Regions from separate parts of the Sus scrofa genome. Here regions 2 and 3 are each linked to region 1. Evidence: chromatin contacts called from public targeted proximity ligation data. All regions are on one chromosome and are shown on one strand. The core of a region is the stretch at or near the end of the contact, and the rest is flanking DNA. Distances in the headings are between cores, read along the strand shown. Region 1 holds the start of ATF7IP (activating transcription factor 7-interacting protein 1). Region 2 has its middle 88 kb from the start of ATF7IP. Region 3 has its middle 110 kb from the start of ATF7IP.

The links.
Region 2: a contact with region 1 is called in a targeted proximity ligation map of alveolar macrophages, with 6 times the contacts expected there. A contact is called at or near these places in 4 of 5 promoter capture datasets (fetal liver, fetal skeletal muscle, liver and 1 more), 26 of 47 Hi-C or Micro-C datasets (alveolar macrophages, blood, brain and 14 more) and 2 of 2 datasets of targeted methods (alveolar macrophages and skeletal muscle).
Region 3: a targeted proximity ligation map of alveolar macrophages shows a contact between it and region 1. A contact is called at or near these places in 4 of 47 Hi-C or Micro-C datasets (embryonic fibroblasts, fetal heart ventricle, retroperitoneal adipose tissue and 1 more) and 2 of 2 datasets of targeted methods (alveolar macrophages and skeletal muscle).

Annotation. Positions count from the first base shown.
Region 1 is chr5:58,148,458-58,151,513 of Sscrofa11.1, forward strand. ATF7IP (activating transcription factor 7-interacting protein 1) reads right to left here and starts at 1,523. Exons shown (of 15, transcript XM_003126462.5): 1 at 1,320-1,523.
Region 2 is chr5:58,236,792-58,240,097 of Sscrofa11.1, forward strand. No RefSeq gene overlaps it. Among named protein-coding and RNA genes, the nearest start is that of ATF7IP, 88 kb to the left of the region's middle.
Region 3 is chr5:58,260,501-58,263,732 of Sscrofa11.1, forward strand. No RefSeq gene overlaps it. Among named protein-coding and RNA genes, the nearest start is that of ATF7IP, 110 kb to the left of the region's middle.

The DNA.
Region 1 (3,056 bases), core at 273-2,772:
TGTTATATATACAAACCACAGATAAAGTTTATGACAACCATTTACAAGTTTTCAGTCCAGTAAGAAATAATTTGCACAACAGTAAAATTATATCAAATTGTATAAAACTTCTCCCAGAGGCTCATATAAGATTCAAATATAATGACACTAACATTTTAAACTAAAATAATAAGTAGCACACTTATAACTACTTCTTTAAGAAACTACTTCTTTTAAGAAACTACTTCTTTAAGAAACCAGGAACACACAATTTTAAAAAATCAAACACAATTTTATCTTATATGTATAAATGACATTTTTTTAATCAACTGTTTTCTTGATGGTTCACGATGTCCTAATAAAGGCCTCAGTGTAGTTGAGAGTTCTTTGCAGAATTCTTTAACAGAAAAATGTATCAAGTTTTAGTGTTCTATTTCACATATCATTACAAACAAAACGCTAAGAAAATGACTTAATTTTAAAAGTCAGAGTAATAAAAATAATCTAACTGCAGCGGTAATGGACAAGTGACAGGGAGAGAAAAAATGTGAAACTCAAATGCATGAAAGATCAAAAGTACACACTGATTAAAACTTCACTAAGGATCAAATATTTTTAAAAAATAAATACGCAAGTAGATTGAGGTTTCCTTTCAAACGTTATATAAGTTCTTCCAAAGCTCCTTGCCTTCATATTTCCAAAATTCAAACTGTTTCCATTTTGAAAACATTCCATAACAGGACTGGTAAAAATAGGGTTAAAAATGTATTTGCAAATATGCAGTTCAAATAAATGCACTTCCCGTGATAACACCACTAGGTGCTGATCTTTATCTCCCTAAATATACAATTGAATCCAGCACTGTCCCAAAAGTGAAATTAAAATCGAGAACCACAAGTGGGCAATCATTTTTACAGAAAACTAAGTACACAGCTTCTCAAAGAATCGGAGAAATATCATAAAAAAGTCTGAGGTCGGTACAGGAATACAACATAAGAGAAACGTTTTTCTTGAAAAGTGAGGGAATTTAAGCGTAACAAAATGAAACCCCTCAAGAATGAGGAAAATTAAATCTAGAACCCGAATGGCGTCCAACAAGAACATTAGATCTTGAAAATGAATATTGCGCTTGCGCAGCCACCGCCCCGCCAGCTGCACAACTGCAGCTAGAGCCCGACCCCGCAAGATCACGTGCTCCCATGCAGCGTCCGCCCGCAGCTCCGCAACCGCGCAGGCGCAACACAACTCCCGCAGCCGCCATAATGCGGTCTTGACTCTTCAGAAATACAATAGTAATTTAAGAAAATGTTGTTCTATCAGCCCAAGGGACTCAAAGATACCTTTTGGGGCGGGAGATGAGGGAGGGGGAACCAAGTTCCTTCCTACAGAGTCGCCCGGCGCAGCCGTCCCCTCCGCTGCCGCCTCAGTCTCGCGCGCTTCAGTCTCCGCGCCGCGCCGCGCCGCGCCGCCGCCGCCGCCGCCGCCGCCTCCGCAGATTCAAAAACAAACCCGCTTCTCCCTTGCACGCGCCGGGGCCGTTATGCAAATCATTATAGGCGGGGCTCAGTGGTCGTAATATTGGCCACGCCCACTGTGCTTTCATCCAATAGGCTCACGGAATGGCCGTTCCCCATGCAAATCTTCTGGTTTTTTATTTGAATGAGAAATATTGGCCCCGCCTCCCGCCGTGGAAAAGAGAAGGAAGTCTGAGGTGGTGGCGCTGCGCCTCTGTGTTGCAGTGAGGTGTGTATTATGAGTGGAGCTTTGCTCAACTAGTGAGTAGTACTTTGTGAGCGCCCTCTATGAGCCTTAGAAAAGAAGGAAGGAAGGAAATAAGTGGGTGAAAGTTAAAAAGCTGAGGAAAAGATTTTCAAAAAAGGCTGGAGCATGTTGATTTATCATTTGTGTTAGCTTACAAAATATACTTTAAACTGTTTAAGTCATGAGGGAATGGCGCAAACACATCTTTTCTTTCCGTTGTTCTGTGTCAGAGCAAGCGCTTCTAGTCATACCCTTCCACCAGAAGTTGTATCCCTGTTATACAGTTTTATAATTGGGAGCCAACAAGTAATGAAGGCCACAAGGTGTAATGAAGAAGATGCAAGTATATTTGTTGGAAGATCTAGGCTCACGTCCAGCTTACATACCTGTTTCTTGGAATAAGTGTTTTACTCAATTTTCTCATGCCTGTAATTCAAATGGTTTGAGAGGGCAAAATGGTAGGATAACCCGTAAATGTGTTTTGCAAAGCAAAACAGCCTGAGAAGTAGATCGAGAGGATTTTAATATCACTTCTCTCTGAAATTAATCTACTCATTCAATATTTAATTAGCAATTCCTGTGTTCCAGACCCATATTAGGTGCCTGTCCTCAAGCAGTCTATTACAGTGGAGAAGACAAAAAAGTAAACAGGAAGAATTTGTAAGTAATAAGAAATCAGTATATGGTGGTTAATTATTTTTATAATTTGGGTCCTTCAACTTAGAAATACTGCCTGGCTTTTAGGAGAAACCCCTCATCCATAGTTAGAGAATCAGCAGTGCCTTCCCAGAAGAGGTCATCACTAACATGAGAATTGATTTAATAGGGTTCCCTTGTCTAAAAGTTGGATTTTATTGTAAGAACAAACAATGAGGAATAATTTAAAAGGTTTTAAGTTAGGAAATAACACAATTAGATTTTCATTGCTTAATTGCTAAGCTTTGTAAAGTCCTTGGTACTGAACATAGTACATGGGTGCACAAAAAGTTACAAATAGAGGCTCAGTTATAACAAAGTATGTATTATAATTTATTTTGTACATAGTGCTCAATTATAAGTTAGATGTTCAATACCAATATTTAAAATTCCATTCTATAATTAGAGAAATGGGATTGGAAGAAGGTTTCATTCATTAGGTTTCTCCTTGACTTCTATAAGCACATACAAAGGAATCTTTTTTTTTTTTTTTTTTTTTTTTGTCTTTTGTCTTTTGTCTTTTTAGGGGCCACACCCACAGCATATGGAGATTCCCAGGCTAGGGGTTGAATTGGAGCTGTAGCCACCAGCCTATGCCACAGCCACAGCAAAGGGTTCCA
Region 2 (3,306 bases), core at 745-3,244, 89 kb after region 1:
AATTCCAAACTATAATTCCCAGATGGCCTCTGAAGCCAGAGGCAGGAAAAAATAATCCCTTGTAAGGCAGGCCAGTATTGTTCTTGAAAAAACAGCCCTTAGATTGAAAGCTTGTTGAAGGCAGGAACCACGCCCTCATCACTGAACCAATCCTCCTCTCTCACCAAAACCTACTTACCCCCCAGCCCAAAGTAGGCTGATACACAGTAGGGTCTGGAGATAAATTTTAAACCATTTGCCAGGGAGGTTGCAGTTTAACAGCCGGTTAAAAGCAAGGACTGGACCAGAATCTTGGTCTGCCATTTAAATAGATGAAATACCTAATCTTTCCAAGCACCGTTTTCCTCATCTCCAGAATGGGAACGATAATGTCTAACTTAGAGATATATGGTGAGTATTGAATAAGATAATTTAATATGTGAAATACTTGGTACTGTGTTTCACTTACAGCAAGCTCTCAATATTATGATTCTGATTATTGCTGTTATTGTTATCTCCTTGCAGCCTTCTGCATGTTCTTGTGGGGAAAAACCCTGCCCTCTACTAAAAAACCCCAAACCCCCAAAAAACTTTCTAGCAGAGGCTATAGCAGCCAAGGTGTAATAGTTAATGAAATGAATATAGAAGCGCTGCGTAAGTTACTTATTTGTGCAATAGCGTCGAATAAGACATGATAGTAACAAGCTTCGTTTATGGACGATTGTTGCATATAAATAATGCGTAGTGGATGTGTTCCAACTGTTCACCGGTATATCAACGATAGATTAACAAGGTTAAAATAGCAGTGACGGCTTTTAGTTTGACCTCCCTCTCACCTCCCCCAATTTCTCAAGGGATTTTGAAACCCTACAGACCCGGTTTTGAGTGTGTGTGTGTGTGTGTGTGTGTGTGTGTGTGAGAGAGAGAGAGAGAGTGGGGGGGAGAAGGGGGGGGAGAGAGAGAGAGAGGGACATAGGGAGAGAGAAAGGAAGAGGGGAGAGAAAGAGACCCAGACTGTACACTCACAGGGGTCTCCACAGTCCTCCCCAAACCAGGGCTGCCTTCCAATTCAAACAAGCCTTAAGGTCTGAAGGCACTCATCTGGTGCCTCTGGAAGATTCTAAACATCCTTGGGATATTCAGGGGAAAGGGAATTTAGCAACGCCACCCCAAAATTTGCTCTGGCCCCTCCCCCAGCTAAGTTCGGACTTTGGCTAGAATTCCTGGGCAGCTTTTGGAGTTTTGGGGGGTCAGGAGATGTAACCGGTCCCAGAAGCTCTCAGTCGAACCTGGCCGCAGGATGTGCACACCCTCGACAGCTGCGGACCACAGCTCAGACTGTTAGACGCTCAGAGGAGCCACTTCGAGGGTGGGACTGATCAGATGTCAGAGGTTCTGGCACCTGGGGGAGGGGAAGCGAGGACAGGATTATCATTCCACTGTTACCCAACACTGCCAGGTCTCTTGGTTGAGAAGGTATGTACAGCTCGTATGTGTTTTTACGGCACGAATGAAAAGAGCATGTGGACAGTCTTTATGGTCGTTAATGCACAGGGCCGAAGGAACCTGGTCATTACATGTACAAATGCCAAGTGTATGTAGGGCGCTCCCAAGACACCTATGTGCGGTGTATATTGAGATTGTGCAATAATGCAGCAGAGGTGTGGAAAGGCGGTGTGAACTGCACGGTGTGAAGCGTTGTTCCCTCTCCTTCAGACCCTCTCACACATCCCTCCCCCACACCCGCACACACGTTAAACTACCCTTGACACAGACTCCTCCCCTCCCCCAACACCGCAGCCAGCTTTCTCTGAAAACTGATACCCTGAGGCCCTTTCCCTTACCAGCCACAATTAGGGGAAGTAGAAGGGAAAATGCGGACTGGATCAAGGCACAGAGGCAGTGCTCTGTCATTTTTCCTTCCGCAATAGGCCACTGTTCCGGCTCCAGGCCTTATATTTTATCTGACTTTGCAACGCCAGGAAACAGCTTTAGGCTCCTGCGAGTCCAGGCCGAATCCACTTCTCTCTGCGAAATCCATTTTGTATTTTCTCTTTCACCCTCATCAAGTCTCAGCCGAGGCTGTTGTTCTCAATCCAGCTCAGAAACTGGCTCAAACCGCCCTGAACTGGATTTGGTGGCTGTTGAGACACAGTTTCTGCCTCTTTGTTAGGGCGGATCCGGCCTCATTTGCTCCTCTGTTTCCCTCCCTCCTGTTTTCCCAGAGTCACCAACAGCAATTCCCCTCCCCCTGCTTTCCAGTTTGGCATTTTTTTACCCTTCCCTGGGCCAAGGCCCCCTGAAGTAGATTAAATTCTTTAATAAAATAGTGGATTTAGGTTGTAAAGCTTCAGCTTTTATTACATTAACTATTTAGTTCTGCTTTTCTCAAATTTGTTATCTAAACCAATTGACATGGTGCCCTTAAAATCTTGGCTCTCATTTTAACCTAGAAATATCTTAAATCTTCACTCTGGATGGAAATAACTTTAAATTTCAATTCAAAGGCTGAAAGATTAATTTGTTTTGTAGCTATATTTAAGTCAAAATAATTTATTCATTTCTTTGTTGAGAAATGACAAAACATAAAATGTATGGAATTTTTAAGTAGCCACTCATACTAACTGTTGCAACTGCGCGATTCCCAGAGAAAAGAACTGAAGACTTGAGATTGTTTTGGTTTTCGAACGTGTAATTATAACCCCTGGTCAGATTCTGTGAATTGTTTAGGGAAGAAGGCTGTTTGGAGAATGCGCGGGAACCATTCCTAACGTGATGCAGGTGGAGGCAAAACTAGGAGTGTGACGGAATGAGGAAAGGATAGGGCTGGGCTTCTGTAAGTTTTCTATCAAATTTAAGCATTTCTCACGTTTTGGAACTAGATAAGAGGGGGCGATTGTACAACATCGTGGAGGTATTAAATGCCACTCAATTGTACATTTTACAATGTTGATTTTATGTCATGTGAATTTAATCTCAGTTTTTAAATATTAAGCGTTTCTTGCGAAGAATTTTTTGTTTTCTTCTTGTGGGTTTTTGAAAAATCAGAGAGGACACAGATGATAAGCAACCATATTCGGGGTGTGTCTCCTTTCGGTGCTTGACGACTCACTAGTCTCCCCCTGCTGGCCAAAGCGAGCAACGTGTCACATCGTCGGAAGGCCTTTTGAGCCTGTCTCAATTATATGTCGAAGCACAAATAACAGGCTGCTTTTTTAGGAATCCTTCTCTTTACTTGTTTCGTGTGCATTTCATTTGTCTTACTTGTGTGCTTGGTATCAGGCTCTTTTACCAAACGAGGATCACAGACATTTTGCTTCTGTGAGG
Region 3 (3,232 bases), core at 336-2,835, 110 kb after region 1:
CTGTGATCATCCTGGCAAACACTTCTCATCTTTCAGTGTCTCAGTCCTTTCCTTGGTGAAGTCTTGTATGACTCCCAAGATGGAGTTAAGTGAGCTGGCCTTCCCAGTACAGAGCAACTTGCTGTATTAGAGCAAGATCCAACTGGGAGTTCCCGTCGTGGTGCAGTGGTTAACGAATCCGACTAGGAACCATGAGGTTGCGGGTTCCATCCCTGCCCTTGCTCAGCAGGTTGATGATCCGGCGTTGCCATGAGCTGTGGTGTAGGTTGCAGACGCGGCTTGGATCTCGCGTTGCTGTGGCTCTGGCGTAGGCTGGTAGCTACAGCTCCGATTAGACCCCTAGCCTGGGAACCTCTATGTGCCGCGGAAGCGGCCCAAGAAATGGCAAAAAGACAAAAAAAAAAAAAAAAAAAATCCAACGGTATTCTAATTTGTTGGGTTTGCCTATCTCTTTGGCAGAATGAGGGTTTAGAGGGCCAGACTGTGCTTAGTCTGAAATACTGACAATATCTGTCTGAATCTTTAAGACTTTATAAGTTTGAATGTTGGGCATGATTAAAGCAGTTTAGAAATGACATTTAAAAGCAAATTAGGAGTTCCCGTTGTGGCTCAGTTGTTAACAAATCCGACTAGGAATCTTGAGGTTGTGGGTTCAATCCCTGGCCTTGCTCAGTGGGTTAAGGATCCGGCATTGCCATGAGCTGTGGTGTAGGTTGCAGACGCAGCTCGGATCTGGTGTTGCTGTGGCTCTGGCGTAGGCCAGCAGCTACAGCTCCTATTAGATCCCTAGCCTGGGAACCTCCACATGCCGTGGGTGCGGCCCTAGAAAATTTAAAAAGACGAAAATAATAATAATAATAAAAATCAAAGCAAATTAACTTTTTTCTCGTAGCTGATGTTATGTCTATGATATTCTGGTTGTAGTTTGTCACTGTGTCTGAAATGATGCTTTATATATATTTTATGAATAAAAGTTATTAAACTTGCTTTTAAGCACAGTTTATAGATTTTCTTATATATCTACAACCCAAGCTTTAAAAAGTTAATAATTTATGCAAATTTTATAAAGATATTATATAATATTTTATATTTATAGATATATGTCTCTTGGATTTGAGGAATTTTTTTTTGTCTTTTTAGGGTCACACCCCTGGCATATGGAAGTTCCCAGGCTAGAGGTTGAATCAGAGCTACAAGCGGCCAGCCTACTCCACAGCCATAGCAACAAGGGATCTGAGCCATGTCTGCAACCTACATCACAGCTCACGGCAATGCTAGATCCTTAATTCACTGAGCAAAGCCAGGGATTGAACCCACATCCTCACAGATACTAGTCAGGCTTGTTACCGCTGAACTGCAATGGGACCTTCCGAATTTGAGGAGTTTTATCAGTTAAGTCCTGGGATATATGTACTTTTGTGAATAATCACCTTCCTAGAGCCATGCTGTTATTTGATAATAGTTAAGTATTTCTGCATTTCGTTATTTAGGACTAACGGTTCATTTAATAGGTTATTCCCATTTAGGAAGTTAGCAGTGACAGTTGTGGAAAATACCTTAAACATTTCTAAATAGTGCTATACTTTACCAATGCTGCCATCTCCTGGATGCATTCATGCACTGTAGCAATCAAAGAAGCTTACAGTTCATATACAGTGGTTTCCAAAAGGAATGTGGCATGTGGATTTAAAAAGTTTTCATTTTCTCTTTTTCTTTTGTTGTGTTTAGTTTGAAAAGACTTGGATATTTATATATTTCCTAACAACCTCCTGCTGGAGTCAGAATGGTGTAGTACTAGAGTGTAAAATGGATGTACTAAATATTTTAATTTTGTCCCTCTAGATTTATTATCCATTCTTCTCTGCTCTACTTTGTGTCCCAGGAGGTAGAGACTGATCTATATGGACTGTATCAATAAAATTCCTTGACTTTTAACTTCTGATTGAATCTGGGCAATAGGAAGCATTCAAAGACAATCAAAGAGAGAGAAGAGAGTAAAGCTGAGGTGTTCATTTCCCCCCACTCCTCTTCCTATGAGGTCACAGGGCTCTACTCCTTAACTGAAAGTCGTATTTTCTGGCAAGGAGCCTTACCGAAGTATCTCCCTCTATCTAAAGGAAGTAGTAATCACTTTGTCCTCTGTCCTTTATGACCAAGGACGGTAACAGTAGCTATGTGTTGTGAAACCTAGAGCCCTTCACTATTCCCTGTGGTCACCCAACATTCTGCCCAACATTTTGAAAATGATCCTTTTATTAACTATTCATTAAATCACTCCAGCTTGAGTATATTCCCTGCTAGTCTTCTGAAAAAAACAACAGGAACAGTAGGCGTTATCCATAGATAAGGGTTAACTAAATTAAGACCTGATTAGTTCTTAAACAGTGTTGGAGAAAAGAGATAAAGATGAAAGCAGTTAGGGAGTTCCTGTCATGGCTCAGTGGTTAACGAATCTGACTAGGAACCACAAGGTTCCGGGTTCCATCCCTGGCCTTGCTCAGTAGGTTAAGGATCTGGTGTTGCCGTGAGCTGTGGTGTAGGTTGCAGACGCGGCTGGGATCCCACGTTGCTGTGGCCCTGGTGTAGGCTGGCAGCTACAGCTCCGATTCGACCCCTAGCCTGGGAACCTCCATATACTGTGGGTGTGGGCCTAGGGGGAAAAAAAAAAAAGATGAAAGCAGTTAGAAAGAGAAGGATAATGATGGAGGCCAAAGATTATCCGATATTAGAATAATTGCTATTCTTTTAGTGGTTAGAAGCATCCCACCCCCCACCCAAATGGAATACTTGTATTGAATATCTTTATAGGAAAGATTCAGATGTAAAAGAAGAAAAATTTCTTGATAAAAAGGAATAGCTAAATCATCAGATCAAAACTTTACACAATATCAGAAAAATTGATATAGATAGAATGATCAACAATAAGACATGAGAAAAAAAATCATCTTTAAGCAAACAGCTCCCCTCTGAAGTTCCCTGAAAGGAGCAAAAAGAGGGTTTATACTAATATTTAATTCCAGAAGGCATCAAGATTTACAAAGTTCTAAGGCTAAGAAATGTATTAGATTGTAACCAAATATGGCAGATTTCCTTAGTGTCAGGTAACTTCTTGGTTAAAAAATACCCAGAATATCATATTTCACAATAGTCATTTCCAAAGGAGTCTTACTTTTATTTGTAGTCACCAATGAGTATTTTACCATAATGGCAAAGCCTATCTATTAAATTATAA